2 separate regions of the Mus musculus genome follow, and region 2 is linked to region 1. Evidence: chromatin contacts called from public HiChIP or PLAC-seq data. All regions are on one chromosome and are shown on one strand. The core of a region is the stretch at or near the end of the contact, and the rest is flanking DNA. Distances in the headings are between cores, read along the strand shown. Region 1 holds the start of Ccdc59 (coiled-coil domain containing 59). Region 2 has its middle 160 kb from the start of Ccdc59.

Region 1 (6,569 bases), core at 1,931-4,430:
AAGAATTTTATTGTACAGAATTTGAGAGAATAGCTTGAAAGCAATGTAACAACTGAGATACATACATGTTTTATGTCGTAAGAGTAAAAAAATGGCAGTTGATGATTGCTGGCAGATGAGGACACATTTTCCTCAGGGGTACAGCCTGACAAGTTGCTCATGCTCCAGTAAATAACGCTACATGCATACTCATACAAGCAATTCTAATTAAACACAGGGGGACGCACCACAGGCATGAATGCATGCACGCGCACACACAAAGACATTAAAGTCGGAAGGAGGCTAATTAGGAAGAAGAAAGCAAGGAGTTAAGCAGGAGAGGGAGGGAACAAAGCAAGGTAATGATGGGTGAATATGATAAAAGCATGCTATATACATGCACAAAATTTTCAAAATAATAAAAATGCCCTTTATATGCTAAGAAGGATTTAAAATGTTGACAGCTGATTTGAGACACACAAACAACTAGATTTGAGAAAACAAAAGCTGCATCTCATATATGTATCACATTATACACACACACATATATCTATACACATATACATCACATTCTCATGTATATACATCACACCAAGTACACGTACATATATATCACATCACATACATATACATCACATACATATACATATACAACATATCACATATACATGCATATACATCACATACATGTTCATACACATCACATCACATACATGTGCATATCACCTAACGTATCCTCTGGTCAATGCTTAACACATAGGATTTTCTTGTATTCATCTAGAAAGACTATAAAAAATTAATTCTTAAACTGCTGTAAATGAGAGAAATGAGAACAAAATCCCAGTTAGAAGGAATGCTTAAATTTGCATCGTTTTGTACAATTGCTGAGGTCTGTGATCTCCCCTGGGATGTAGAATTTGCTTAACCTCTTCCACTGCTGGATTTCCTCACAAGTTTAGAAAGAGCTTGTGGTAGATTGAACAGGAAAGGCGTCACAGATCATGTCTTCCAATGCTTGCCTACAGGGAGTGGCATTACTAGACTTGACTCTGTTGAAGTAGTTGGGACTTGGTTGCTGGAGGTTGTGTCACTCGTGGGTGGACTCTGAGTCTCAGCAGCTCACCCGAGGCCTAACGGCAGAGTCTCGTCACGCAGCCTGAGGATCAAGACGTAGGCCCTCAGTGCTGGAGAGATGGCTCAGCGGTTAAGAGCTCTTCCACAAGTTCTGAGTTCAACTCCCAGTCCCCACATGGTGACTCACAAGCATCTATAATGGGGTCCAAGCCCTCTTCTGGTGTGTCTGAAGACAGCTACAGTGTAATCAGGAAAAGAAAAAAAAAATCTTAAAGAAAAAAGAAAAGATGTAAGGCCCTTATTTAGCTCCTTCTCCAGCCATGTCTGCCTGCATCGCACCATGCTGTCTCTTCACAGAACTAGATGACAAAATCCGAAGGACTGCTTCCAATAAGTCAGCTCAAAAAACAGCTGGGAATTCATAAAACTCAAAAAGTTATCACGTCCAGAGTCTAGTCTCTGAATTGGTACTCAGACTTTTGCACACACACACACACACACACACAGAGGAAACAGGAAAAAAAAACTTTTAGCAAAAGCAAACTGCAGAACATACAATAGGCACCAATGAATCAAGCTATTAGTATATATAAGGTAATAGCCCATCAGGAAGAGACAAAGTTAAACAAAGGTTTGCTCTGCACTTAAAAGTTTTGTTTTCTTGTATTTTCTTCGTTTTTTTTTTCTTTTTGAAAGCCAACAAGAGTCACTTTTTTTCAACAAATATTTTATAGAGTACTTAATGTATGCCAAATAGTTTCCCACACGTTGGAATCCTGGTTAAGGCAAATACGGTTCCTGCTTTCTACAAGTTTATGTACCAGGTTATCAACGCAGAATACTATGGGAGCAAACTGAAAGGGTGTCTAACTTTCCAACAACCAGGAACTATTGCCCAAGAACCAATGTGTCTTAAGTTCTACCATTATAACCCCCCCCCCTCCATGGCCCCTACCTCCGCCCCCGGGGCACTTTGCATTTACAGGCTGCTTCAGTGATTAAGTAAGTTCACTAATGCTGACAACATCTGGAACACCTGGAAGCAAAGCACAAGCAATTCCAGTAGCTGCTACTGTTCCTGTTCCTCTATTTCCAGAATAGAATCTAAGTTGGTAGAATCTAAGTTTCTTGCGGGTATCAAACTCCAGAGCCTAGAAAACACCAGGGTGCATAACTGATATTGAAAATACAGTTTTCTTCTTCTTCTTCTTCTTTTTTTCCCCGAGACTGGGTTTCTCTGTGTAGACCAGGCAGGCCTCGAACTCAGAAATCTGCCTGCCTCCGCTTCCGCCTCCCAAGTGCTGGGAATTAAAGGTGTGTTTTCAAATTAACTAGCGAGCACTCAAAGCTTTCACTATCACCATCCTAATCCACGATACCTTGTGCCGAGTAGGAACTGGCTCTTATTGGTCCCCCAAGTCCACTTCTACTTTGTATTGATCATCACACAGCCTTTAGATGTTTTCAAAACTAAATTGTTGAATCAATAAATGAAGGAACGCCTCTTCCCCGGGTTGACTACTTTAAGTTGTGGAACTTGACCAACACCCAGATTAGAACCCAGAGGGGACCCCGCCCGTCTCCATCCATCCTCGCTATTCAGCTCCCTCCAATTCATCTCCTAGGTAACAGCATCCTTCAAGTCCCTGCCACTTCCGCCGAGTTCCACCAGGGGGCGCGCTGACAGCCCCCGCCCCGCCCGCCCCGCCCGCCCCGCCAGTCACCTGATCCCGTCTCTGCCTCGCGCGGCTCGGCCTCCACCGCCGACTCCCTCAGCGCCGCCAGCACGCTCTCAGGGGGCAGGTCGACCAGCTCCTGCCAGACCGACTTGGTGTAGAAGTCCACCGTGTGCGCGCTGGAAATGGCCAGGGCGCCCCTGAGGAAGCTCAGCAAGCCCTGTAACTTGTCGTGCAGCGTGGGCAGGTCCGGGGTCCTGGGCAGAGGGCAGGCCGCCGCCATGACGCTCATCCTCCGGGGCTGCAGGTGGCGCCAACATGGCCGCGCGACCCCTCTCTTCCCCGCCGGAAGCGGCTCAGGCTGAGGCAGTCGAGCTCCGAGCACGCGCCGGGTTGGGCGATTGATTGCTTCCGCCTCGTGACGTGTTAGGTCGGCGTCCACTGGCGTTCCAGGAACTCCCACCGTGGAAAAAGATGGCGCCTTCGCGGCCGTCTTCCAAGTGGCGGACCGGAGGGTTTGCGGCGCGTGGGGAAGGGATCTCTCAGGTCAGATTCGGAAACCAGAATGGGAAGCGCAGGACTTGGCGGCCGAACCCCCAGCAAGCCTTCCGGGGGAGCGTGCGCAAGGGTAAGGAGGGACAGCCGTGGAGGAGCGCTCGGGCCCGCCGAAGTCGAGGGAGTAGGATGGGATCCGGCTTGAGATCGGGGAAGCCGTTCCTAAGCTCGCCAAGTCCGAGAGCTTCTCAGTCCTTTGACTGAGAACCGGACGGTGCGGTCAGCTTCAGTGATTTAACGCAGATCTCAGGTCTAAGCGAAGACACGGGGCGTCTAGAGGTGCGCTTGGCTAAGAAGCACCCAGACATACTTGCATCTCTACTACAGCAAGTATGTAATATAGATACAATATTACATTAAAATACTCTGCCCCAAAGCTTTGATAACCAAAAGACACCACAGTAGCCCTCCAGTCTCATACTGCTGCCTTCCTTAGATTCGATTCGATGTCTTGTCTTTGAAGGCCTCTCGTTGCATGTCAGATGCTTAAGTGGTTTTTGTTCGATCTAAGAATAATCGACAGGTGTTCAGAAAGTTGTACAGTACCTCCCCCTTTTGTTTTGTGTTGTGTTTTGGAAAATAAGTGATTAGTAAGATCCTCCAAGGGAAAAATACTAGACTACTCTACTTTATTTATTAAGTGTTTACTGAAGACCCAAGTGAGATTGTATGTGGATTAAATAAAATGTAATTTGTGGATATGAGTCTAAATTCAAGGTGAGCAGTAAAGTTTAGTTTACTGTACTTAGAGTTTTTAATGTGATGTCTGACAACTCGCTGTTACCCTTATATTTAGGTAAAGGGCCACCTTGCTCTTCAGTGTACCATTAAATGGTTGCCTAACCTTATCTTTAAAGCAAAGCCAAGTAATTCTCTCATTTGAATATAAAGTAAAAGAAAAAAATATTTAGTTTTCATTTTCTGTTAAAGTAATTGTAACTGAAATCCTTCAATGTTAGGACAAGGTTTTGCATTTCGGAGAAAACTGAAGATCCAGCAAAATTACAAGAAATTGCTGTGGAAGGTGAAGGAGGCACCAGCGTCACAGGAGTCCCAGTTCACAGATCGTTACCCAGAGCACCTGAAACACCTCTATCTGGCCGAAGAGGAAAGACTCAGAAAACAGCAAAGAAAGGCTGGCCTGGCTTTGTCAGAAGAACAGGTTGACCGGCCTTTGCCTGAAGAGGAGGGCAGCACTGAGCAGACTTCCTCTGAAGAACCGCCAGGTGGTCACCAGCCACAGCCAGAAGAGCTGAACACAGGAAGGTAAGCACCTCCGTCTTCAGAAATTCCTCACTTTAAATGTAAAGAATGTTTTACTGACGACACAGGGAAAAATTTGTAAGAATCAGGATTTTTCTTAGCACTTTTTTCAAGTCATGTAATGGTATTTCATGGAGTCTCCCCACTTAGTGTTAAATGACTGAAAGAGGCTAGTTGAGCAGAGATGTCGAAAATAGGAAATGAGAATTAAGAGATCTGAGTTTTGAATTGCAGCCTCTCAAGAACATGTAATATAATTGGACCGTAATTAAGCGCAGTATTAATGTGTGCATCTTAATTTGGGGGTGGGGGACTATGTTTGATGTTGTAGATCTGGAAGCCCAACATTTAGGAACCTGAGTCCAGACAATTCCCAGTCCCAGGCCAGCATGGGCAACATAACCAGATACTAGAAAAACAATGCAGATGTGTAGCCATTGCCACTTTGGCTTATAAAGCCAGACTTTCCATAGTGGTATACCAGTGTCCACTATGATAGAAAGGATAGTATAAAATGATTTGAGAGCCACGGTGGACACCATCTTTTATAGCCTCATCCTGGATCATCTTCTCAGTCAATGATGTCCCTAAAGCATTACATTTCATGACATTTTATCATGTTCATTTATATCAAGTATTCTAAAACATGCCTGGTGTTTGGTAACTTTATGACTGCTAACTGCTGTTGTCTGTATTCTCATTTGCATTTTCTACAAAGGGTCCAGGAAATAGGTTGCGGTTAATGAAAACCAAGCAAGGGATGGTTTTATATGCCTGTAATCTTCTCAGAAGGCTGAAGCAGGAAGATTGCTGGTCATTCAAAGCTAGCTTGTGGTTCATAGTAAGATGCCATCCTATAAAACAACAAACATATTTAACACATGGACTTCTTCCTGAATGATTGCTGGCTTACCCCTGATAATCCCTGCACACAGGAGGCTTAACTCAGGAGGCCCCAATAGTGAGAGGCTAAGCTGAGGTAGATGGTGAGTTTCAGACCAGCTTACACTATTTTACCTTAAAACAAAACCCTGCTTACCCCTTGATTTTATTAGAGGTAGTTTGTAAGACTGTTACTACATATAATTCAAGCAAAACTGCCTTAACGTGCACAGCAAGGCATTACTTCAGATCTTAACTTTTTTTTTTTTTTAAACCAAAATGTTGTCTTTCAAAGCTAGGGCAAGGATTGCACGCACAAATCATATGCAGAATCAAGCCAGGTCAAATCCCATCATGGACTGGGGAGAGAGTTACAAAGTCCCATATGGAGCTTAGGAGAGTTTGGCAATTGATGGCTGGGGCGGGCGAGTCTGCCACGTCAGACAGCCCATGCCCCAGTAGGTGGCTCCACACCCATGCACGTGCACATGTTGGCATCAGGAAGCAGACTCGTTTTTTAAAAAGTACAAAAGATGCACATGAAGCTAGGAGGGGGAAGTGCAGAGAAGTAAGGGATGGGATGGAATTGAGGAAGAAGAAAAGGTGGGTAGGTTTGACCAATAATACTTGTAGGGATGTATATAATTCTCAATTTAAAAACAAAACTGAGCATTATTTGTGTTGCAAATAAGAAGAAAGTATGTAGTAGGAATAAAAGAAGAAATGAGGGTTGGTGGTATTTTGTTTTTGGTAGATTCCTCTGTCAGGAAATAGTAGGTGAGACAGGTCAATCCTTGGAGCTCATTGGCTAGCCCCCTGGTTTGTGGAGAGCCCTTGTCTCAGATATGGTGGTGAGCAGTGCCTTAGTCTCCAGACATGTCATCCACTATGCCCAAACCTACAGGAACACTCATGTGCATGAGGATTAGAAGTGAAGAATGACACTGTCTCACACTGACGTTTTCAGAAGTACATAATGGAAGCAAAAAGCCCATTGAATATTTGAGGCTGGGGGATCAGGATTGTCTTGGTAAGGGCAGTTTGGAATGGTGGAGCAGAAATTGTGAGTCAGAGAGTCAGTAGTGAGTAGGAAGTCATGACTAGTTTACTCATGTAGACATTTACTCTGGTAATGGAAGA
Region 2 (6,569 bases), core at 2,292-4,791, 160 kb after region 1:
TCTTGGCTTCACACTTTGTCTCTGTATCTCCTCCCATGGGTATTTTGTTTCCCCTTCTGATAAGGATCAGAGTATCCATACTTTTGGTCTTCCTTCTTCTTGAGCTTCACTTGGTTTATGAATTGTATCATGGGTATTGCAAACTTCTGAGCTAATATCCACTTATCAATGAGTCTATACCTTGTGTGTTCTTTTGTGATTGGGTTACTTCACTCAGGATGATATTTTCTAGTTGCATCCATTTGACTAAGAATTTTATGAAGTTATTGGTTTTAATATCTGAGTAGTATTCCATTGTGTAAATGTACCACATTTTCTGTATCTATTCCTCTGATGAGGAACATCTGGGTTGTTTCCATTTCCTGGTTATTATAAATAAGGCTGCTATGAACATAGTGGAGCATGTGTCCTTATTACATGTTGGAGCACCTTCTGGGTATATGTTCAGGAATGGAATAGCTGGGCCCTCTGGTAGTACTATGTCCAATTTTCTGAAGAACCACCAAACTGATTTCCAGAGTGGTTGTACCAGCTTGCAATCCCAACAGCAATGGAGGAGTGTTCCTCTTTCTCCACATTCTCACCAGCATCTTCTGTCACTTGAGTTTTTGATCTTAGGCATTCTAACTGGTGTGAAGTGAATCTCAGGGTTGTTTTGATTTGCATTTCCACGATGACTAAGGATGTTGAATGTTTCTTTAGGTGCTTCTCATTGTGTCCTGGATTTCCTGGATATTTTGAGTTTGGAACTTTTTGCATTTTGCATTTTCTTTGACTGTTGTGTCAATGTTTTGTACGGTATCTTCTGTCCCTGAGACTTTCTCTTCTATCTCTTGTATTCTGTTGGTGATGCTTTCATCTATGACTCCTGGTCCCTTTCCTAGGTTTTCTATCTCCAGTATCTCCCCTTTTGATTTATTTATTGTTTCTATTTCCATTTTTAGATCCAGGATGGTTTTGTTCAGTTCCTTCACCTGGTTGGTTGTGTTTTCCTATAATTCTTTAAGGGATTTTTGTGTTTCCTCTTTAAGGTCTTCTACCTGTTGACCTGTTTTCTCTTGTATTTATTTAAGGGAGTTATTTATGTCCTTGTTAAATTCCTCTATCATCGTCATGAGATATGATTTTAAATCAGAGTCTTGCTTTTCTGGTGTGTTGGGGTAAGCAGGGTTCACTGTGGTGGGAGAACTAGGATCTGATGGTGCCAAGTAGTCTTGGTTTCTGTTGCTTATGTTCTTATGCTTACCTTTTGCCATCTGGTTATCTCTGGTGTTAGCTGGTCTTGCTGTCTCTGACTGTGGCTTATCTGTCCTGTAAGCCTTTGTGTAAGTACTCCTGAGAGACCAGTTCTCTCCGAGAGGAATTTAGATATGGAGAGATGTGGTACAGGGTCAGCTCTTGGGTACAGACAGAGACCAGAAAGATCCTGTCACCAGCTGATTCTTGGTTCCTGTGTCCTGATGGCTCTGGGAGGATCCCTCTTGGGCCAGGAATTTGAAGAGAAGTTTGTGGTATTACCTGTGCTTGCAGGTATGTAGGCACTCCTGGGAGACTAGCTCTCTCTTGGTTGTATTTGTGTATGTAGCTCTGTGGCCCAGACTGCTCTGGGCAGAGACAGAAATAGGAAGATGCCTCTCCCAGACAGCTCTTTTGTTCCTGTGTCCCAAGGTTTCTGGATGGGTTCCTCTGAGCACCAGTAGTGGTCCTACCTGCACTCACAGCCCGATCAGCCCTCCTGGGAGGCTTGCTTCCTCCTAGCACTATTTGGGTATGGAGCCCTGTGGCAGAGGATCTGCTCTAGGTACAGACAGAAACTGGAAGCAGCCTTCAATTATTAACTACTAAGCTTCCACTGCATATAACACAATATACTTTTATGTCAGCTAGCAATTGAGTCAGATTTTGAAAATGAAGTATGCCTCAGAAGCATAATGATAAATGGAAAGATACTTGCCCTTCCGATCTATCTATCTATCTATCTATCTATCTATCTATCTATCTATCTATCCATCATTGATCATTAACCACCTATCTATGTATCTGTGAACATAACTATCATTATCTATCATCAATCTATGTATTTAATATATCTATCTATGTTTTCTATTTTGTCTTCTCTAACATTAAATAATCCGGTATCTTTACTAGAGGTAATATATTTCTGTCACCCAGTTCTTAATGTGAAATGTCTATTGCTTTAAGAACTGAATGGAGGCTTTGTGTAGTTGAAATATGCTGTTAGTTTTATTTTTAGCCACAGTGTGGTGAACTGATATTTGTCAAGTATATGCTAACTCACAACAATACTTCTCTTGGAAAATGAAATTCTAAAGAAACAATTCATAAACAAACTTCTGGAAAATAGAGTCATAAATTGTTGTGCTACCAATATTTGTCAAGAAAATATGCTTTGGTAAATTTGCTTTTATGACATTCTCTCAGAATAAAACATGGACCTTCGCAACGAGGAGATATTGATATAAACCTTGGGCATCTTCTGCTGGCTCTCTAGCACTGACATTCAAAAGGTAAAGGAAGCAAGACATTTATTCACTGTGGTGTTTGCTTTAGCAGCCTCAAGGGTGATGTAGCACTGAGTTCTCCCCTTTTCTGTGTACGAATCGATATGCTTCTCTTTCTTGAGGCACACACAGAACTGTAAGGATACATAATGCACGTAGGAGGTGTTTCTTCTTCCTTCCTTCAGGACAGTCATTTTCATCAATTATTAAAATCTGATAATAAATGCTGATTATCCGAAAGTGGACTAATAAATTAGGAACTTGGTAGATACATAGGCAATTTCTCTGTTGAGGGAGATTAGTATAAATTAAAGAGGAAGTTAAAGCATTTTTAAAAGGCCCTTGAGGCTTATCTGTAATTGCAATAAGCCTTTGATGCCTGAGATGGGGATGGCATGAGAACAGACTAGAATATATGAGCAGTAATGCAAAATGGCAAGTTGAGTTTTGAGCTATTGCAAAGGTGTTAACAAGGCTAGTGCATTAATTACTTTTCTTATTGTTATGACTGAATGTCTAACAAGACAAATTTAAGGACAGAAAGATTTATTTTGGCTCACATATTGAGTGGATGTAGCCAATCGCTAAGTAGTTAGCTTCCTCTAGTTTCCATCTATATTAATCTAGGACCCTGGTCCGTGGGAGTGTGACATTCACATTTAGGGTGTGTCTTCCCTCCTCAGATAAATATTTATGGAATTTCCTTCAAAGATGTCCTAAGTGGTGTCTTCTAAATGTTTTTAAATCTAGGCAGGGTGACAATAAGCATTAACCATCATAATCAGAAAGAATGAAGTGATCAACATCATGAACTAGGAGATGTGGTCAAGCATGTCCTTCTATAGAATCATGAGAATTAAGTCTAATGTCCTGTGGTTGTAGCAGCTTAGAGAAAAAGGACTTAGTGTGGAGGATGCTTACAGAGACAAACAGATAGGAGGTAGAGAGAAGTAGTCTATATAGACTGCCAAGGGCCATGCAGGAGGAATGACAAAGGCTTTAGAATGCCTGGAATGTGACCCACCCAGTTAGCACAGCAAGATTGGGTGTGTCTCAGACAGTCAAGACCCCAAGGACATTATGCTGTTGTGGAGTTCTGCTCTGCTTGTTTCCCTCACATCCCTCTTAGTTTAAGAATTGTATGAAAACTTTAAGGAGGCTTCCAGCTCTTCCCTGAGCAGTATCACTGGCACTCACAATAATAGTGCTGGATCTCTTTCAGGCATTGCTACTGGGGCAAATGAATGATTCAATCACCACCCTAGGAAAGAATTTAGACATGTATATTGTCAGTAATGACCATTACCCTTAGAAAGCATTAAAAAAAATGTTAGTGATGTTTTTGATACAGGCTCTGATATAGCAATCTTAGGGAATCATTTGAAGTTCAGAAAGGCACACTCTTAACAGTTAAACTGGAGTGGGGATAAGAACAATGGCTGACATGATTCTCACTGAGACTAGACTGGTGATGATTGATTTCTTATGCCCATTTTTACTATCAGCTTTCTGATATGATTTAATAAAAATTGTTGATTAGTAGATATGCATTCTGAGGATTTAAAGCAGGAGTGACATTGTTTCTTATATAGAAGTTCAGATTTCTGACTTTTTTTTTTTTTTAAAAGATTCATGTTGTGGAAGATATTAAAAATGACCAGCAGGTTTTCCTCGCAACTGCCAGCCACTCTTTGTCCTGGCGCAGTCCTGCCAGGCTACTCTCTGCCCGCCAACTCTCCTACGGTCCGGAGCTCCCGAATTCCCTTCACTGTCAAGCCAGCCCTATGGCGGGCCAAGCCACTGGCAGGCAATATTTGACTTGTTATTGCCTCGTTGAGAATCTCTGACTCAGAGCTCCCAAGGGTCTCCACCCAGCTCACTAGGTTCTCACTGGCACATAGTTACCATGCCAGCCCCATCCATGCTTCAAAGCCCCCGCAGCCTTTGTGGTGCCAATCAGGCAAACCCACGCTTTGCTGCTGTACCTTTCTCTCTGGAACTCAGTCGAATCGCTGAGAGAAGAAAAAGAACACACAAATTTAGCTTAGAAACAATGGTAAATCAATCTCTGGACGCAACAACTAAACCGAATCTTGTAAACCTTATACATCAGATTCCTCCGGTGGCAAATCCTGATGGATCTGACATGATTCCAAGAAACTGTAACAGCTATATCTTGCCCTTATGCTATCCTGGTTCCAAAAGCCCCTAACTCTCTCCTGCTTCTTCTCTTCCTCTGTCCAACCTGGAAGTCCCTCCCACTCGCCCAAAGATTGGCTCCTTTATTCACTAGGTGATTGGTTCATAAGAAGTCACCTGAGTAGGTGACTCACTCCTTTTACAAAGCCCCTCCCAGGAAAGCAGAATTAGCATCAAATTACAAACAGCACCAGGCCCATCCACAGATTCATATAAGATTGCCTTTAAAGATAAATAATAAAATAATTAATCTTTTCTTTGCAGCCACAGATTTTGCCTTCCAGTAAGAGAAATTGGCTGAGAAAAGTGTTTTCCTTGCTCACACTTTGCTAATCTTTAACAAGTTGCTTAGTTGCAAATGTACATAGGTTCCTGGCAATAATTTGTTTTCTTTGCCTGTACTACCTAATGTTATTTCTTGTAAAGGTATTGGGGAAGATACTGTTTTTGCATAGTCATTCGCGAGAAGAAGAAAAAAAGAATGTAATAGCACTGTAATTATATACTATGTGAAAGGTTTTGCTGAGATATATAAGCTATGGAATTAAAAAAGAAGTATTTGTTGGAGCATGCTCCATCTACCAACTGTGTGTATACATGTATATATGTGTATATGTGAAATACTTGGAGCCTGCTTTGTTTCCACCATTGTGTGTGTGTGTGTGTGTGTGTGTGTGTGTGTGTGTGTGTTTGAATTTTCGCTTTCCTTTTTTCTAACCATCTGTACTGGCTGGTTTTGTGTGTCAACTTGACACATGCTGGGGTTATCACAAAGAAAGGAGCTTTAGTTGGGGAAGTGCCTCCCTGAGATCCAGCTGTGGGGCATTTTCTCAATTAGTGATCTAGCTGGAGGGCCCCTTGTGGGTGGGACCATCCCTGGGCTGGTAGTCTGCAACCCTATAGGTGAAACAACAATATGAACTAACCAGTACCCCCCAGAGCTCATGTCTCTAGCTGCAAATGTATCAGAAGATGACCTACTTGGCCATCACTGGAAAGAGAGGCCCATTGTTCTTGCAAACTTTATATGCCTCAGTACAGGGTAACACCAGGGCCAAGAAGTGGGAGAGGGAGGAAGGGGAGTGGGGGGGGGGGTTGGGTGACTTTTGGGGTAGCATTGGAAATGTAAATGAAGAAAATACCTAATTAAAAAAAAGACAATAAAAAAAAAAGAAAGAAAAAAAGAAAGAAAGCTGAGCAAGCCAGGGGATGCAAGCCAGTAAGGAACATCCTTCCATGGCCTCTGCATCAGCTGCTGCTTCCTGACCTGCTTGAGTTCTAGTCCTAATATCCTTTGGCGATCAACAGCAATGTGGAAAGTGTAAGCTGAAGAAAACCTTTCTTCCCCAACTGCTTCTTGGTCATGATATTTGTGCAGGAATAGATACCCTGACTAAGACACCATCCCTGAAGAATTTATTTGTTTGTTTTGAGACAGGATTTCTTTATGTCGTCCTGGCTGTTCTAAAACTTATATTGTGGAACAATTTTAAATGATCAGTAAAGAGACTTGCTTTCCAATATAAAATTACTTACAAAACAGAATATTTCCAGACAACATGATAGCATGTTTTGCTTGGGAAATCTGATTAAGAATTTAGACAAATTATTATCACAAATAATTAATTATACAATAATGCATTTAAATATTGTGGGCTATATTTTTGCTGATTTTTCTTCTCGGACTAGTTGCTTTCAACTTCTAAAGTTTTCTTTAAATAAATCCATGCGGTGGAAACCAGAATTCTCAAGACATATATACCAAATGAATAGATTAATTTATTTAATCATCAATAATTTGTTAAGTGCATCTTACCTCTCTGTGCTGGTTAGTTTTATGTCAACTAG

Evidence for each region. HiChIP or PLAC-seq counts read pairs in DNA pulled down with a chosen protein or histone mark.
Region 2: a contact with region 1 is called in an H3K27ac HiChIP or PLAC-seq map of embryonic stem cells, with 11 read pairs. The contact joins the enhancer-like site here to the promoter of Ccdc59 in region 1. A contact is called at or near these places in 3 of 39 promoter capture datasets (cranial neural crest and embryonic stem cells), 2 of 484 Hi-C or Micro-C datasets (both in embryonic stem cells) and 4 of 115 datasets of contacts at active chromatin or transcription factors (bone marrow-derived macrophages and embryonic stem cells).

Annotation. Positions count from the first base shown.
Region 1 is chr10:105,838,299-105,844,867 of GRCm38.p6, forward strand. It overlaps Ccdc59 (coiled-coil domain containing 59), which reads left to right and starts at 3,181. Exons shown (of 4, transcript NM_025602.3): 1 at 3,181-3,357; 2 at 4,244-4,550. The coding sequence starts at 3,204. Mettl25 (methyltransferase like 25) reads right to left here and starts at 3,082. Exons shown (of 12, transcript NM_207522.2): 1 at 2,778-3,082. The coding sequence starts at 3,021.
Region 2 is chr10:106,002,745-106,009,313 of GRCm38.p6, forward strand. No RefSeq gene overlaps it. Among named protein-coding and RNA genes, the nearest start is that of Ccdc59, 160 kb to the left of the region's middle. Within about 2 kb of position 3,542, at least 25 of the 459 cell types and tissues checked have an H3K27ac peak or open chromatin away from gene starts, as enhancers often do. A contact at or near this core is called in embryonic stem cells, where this site is marked.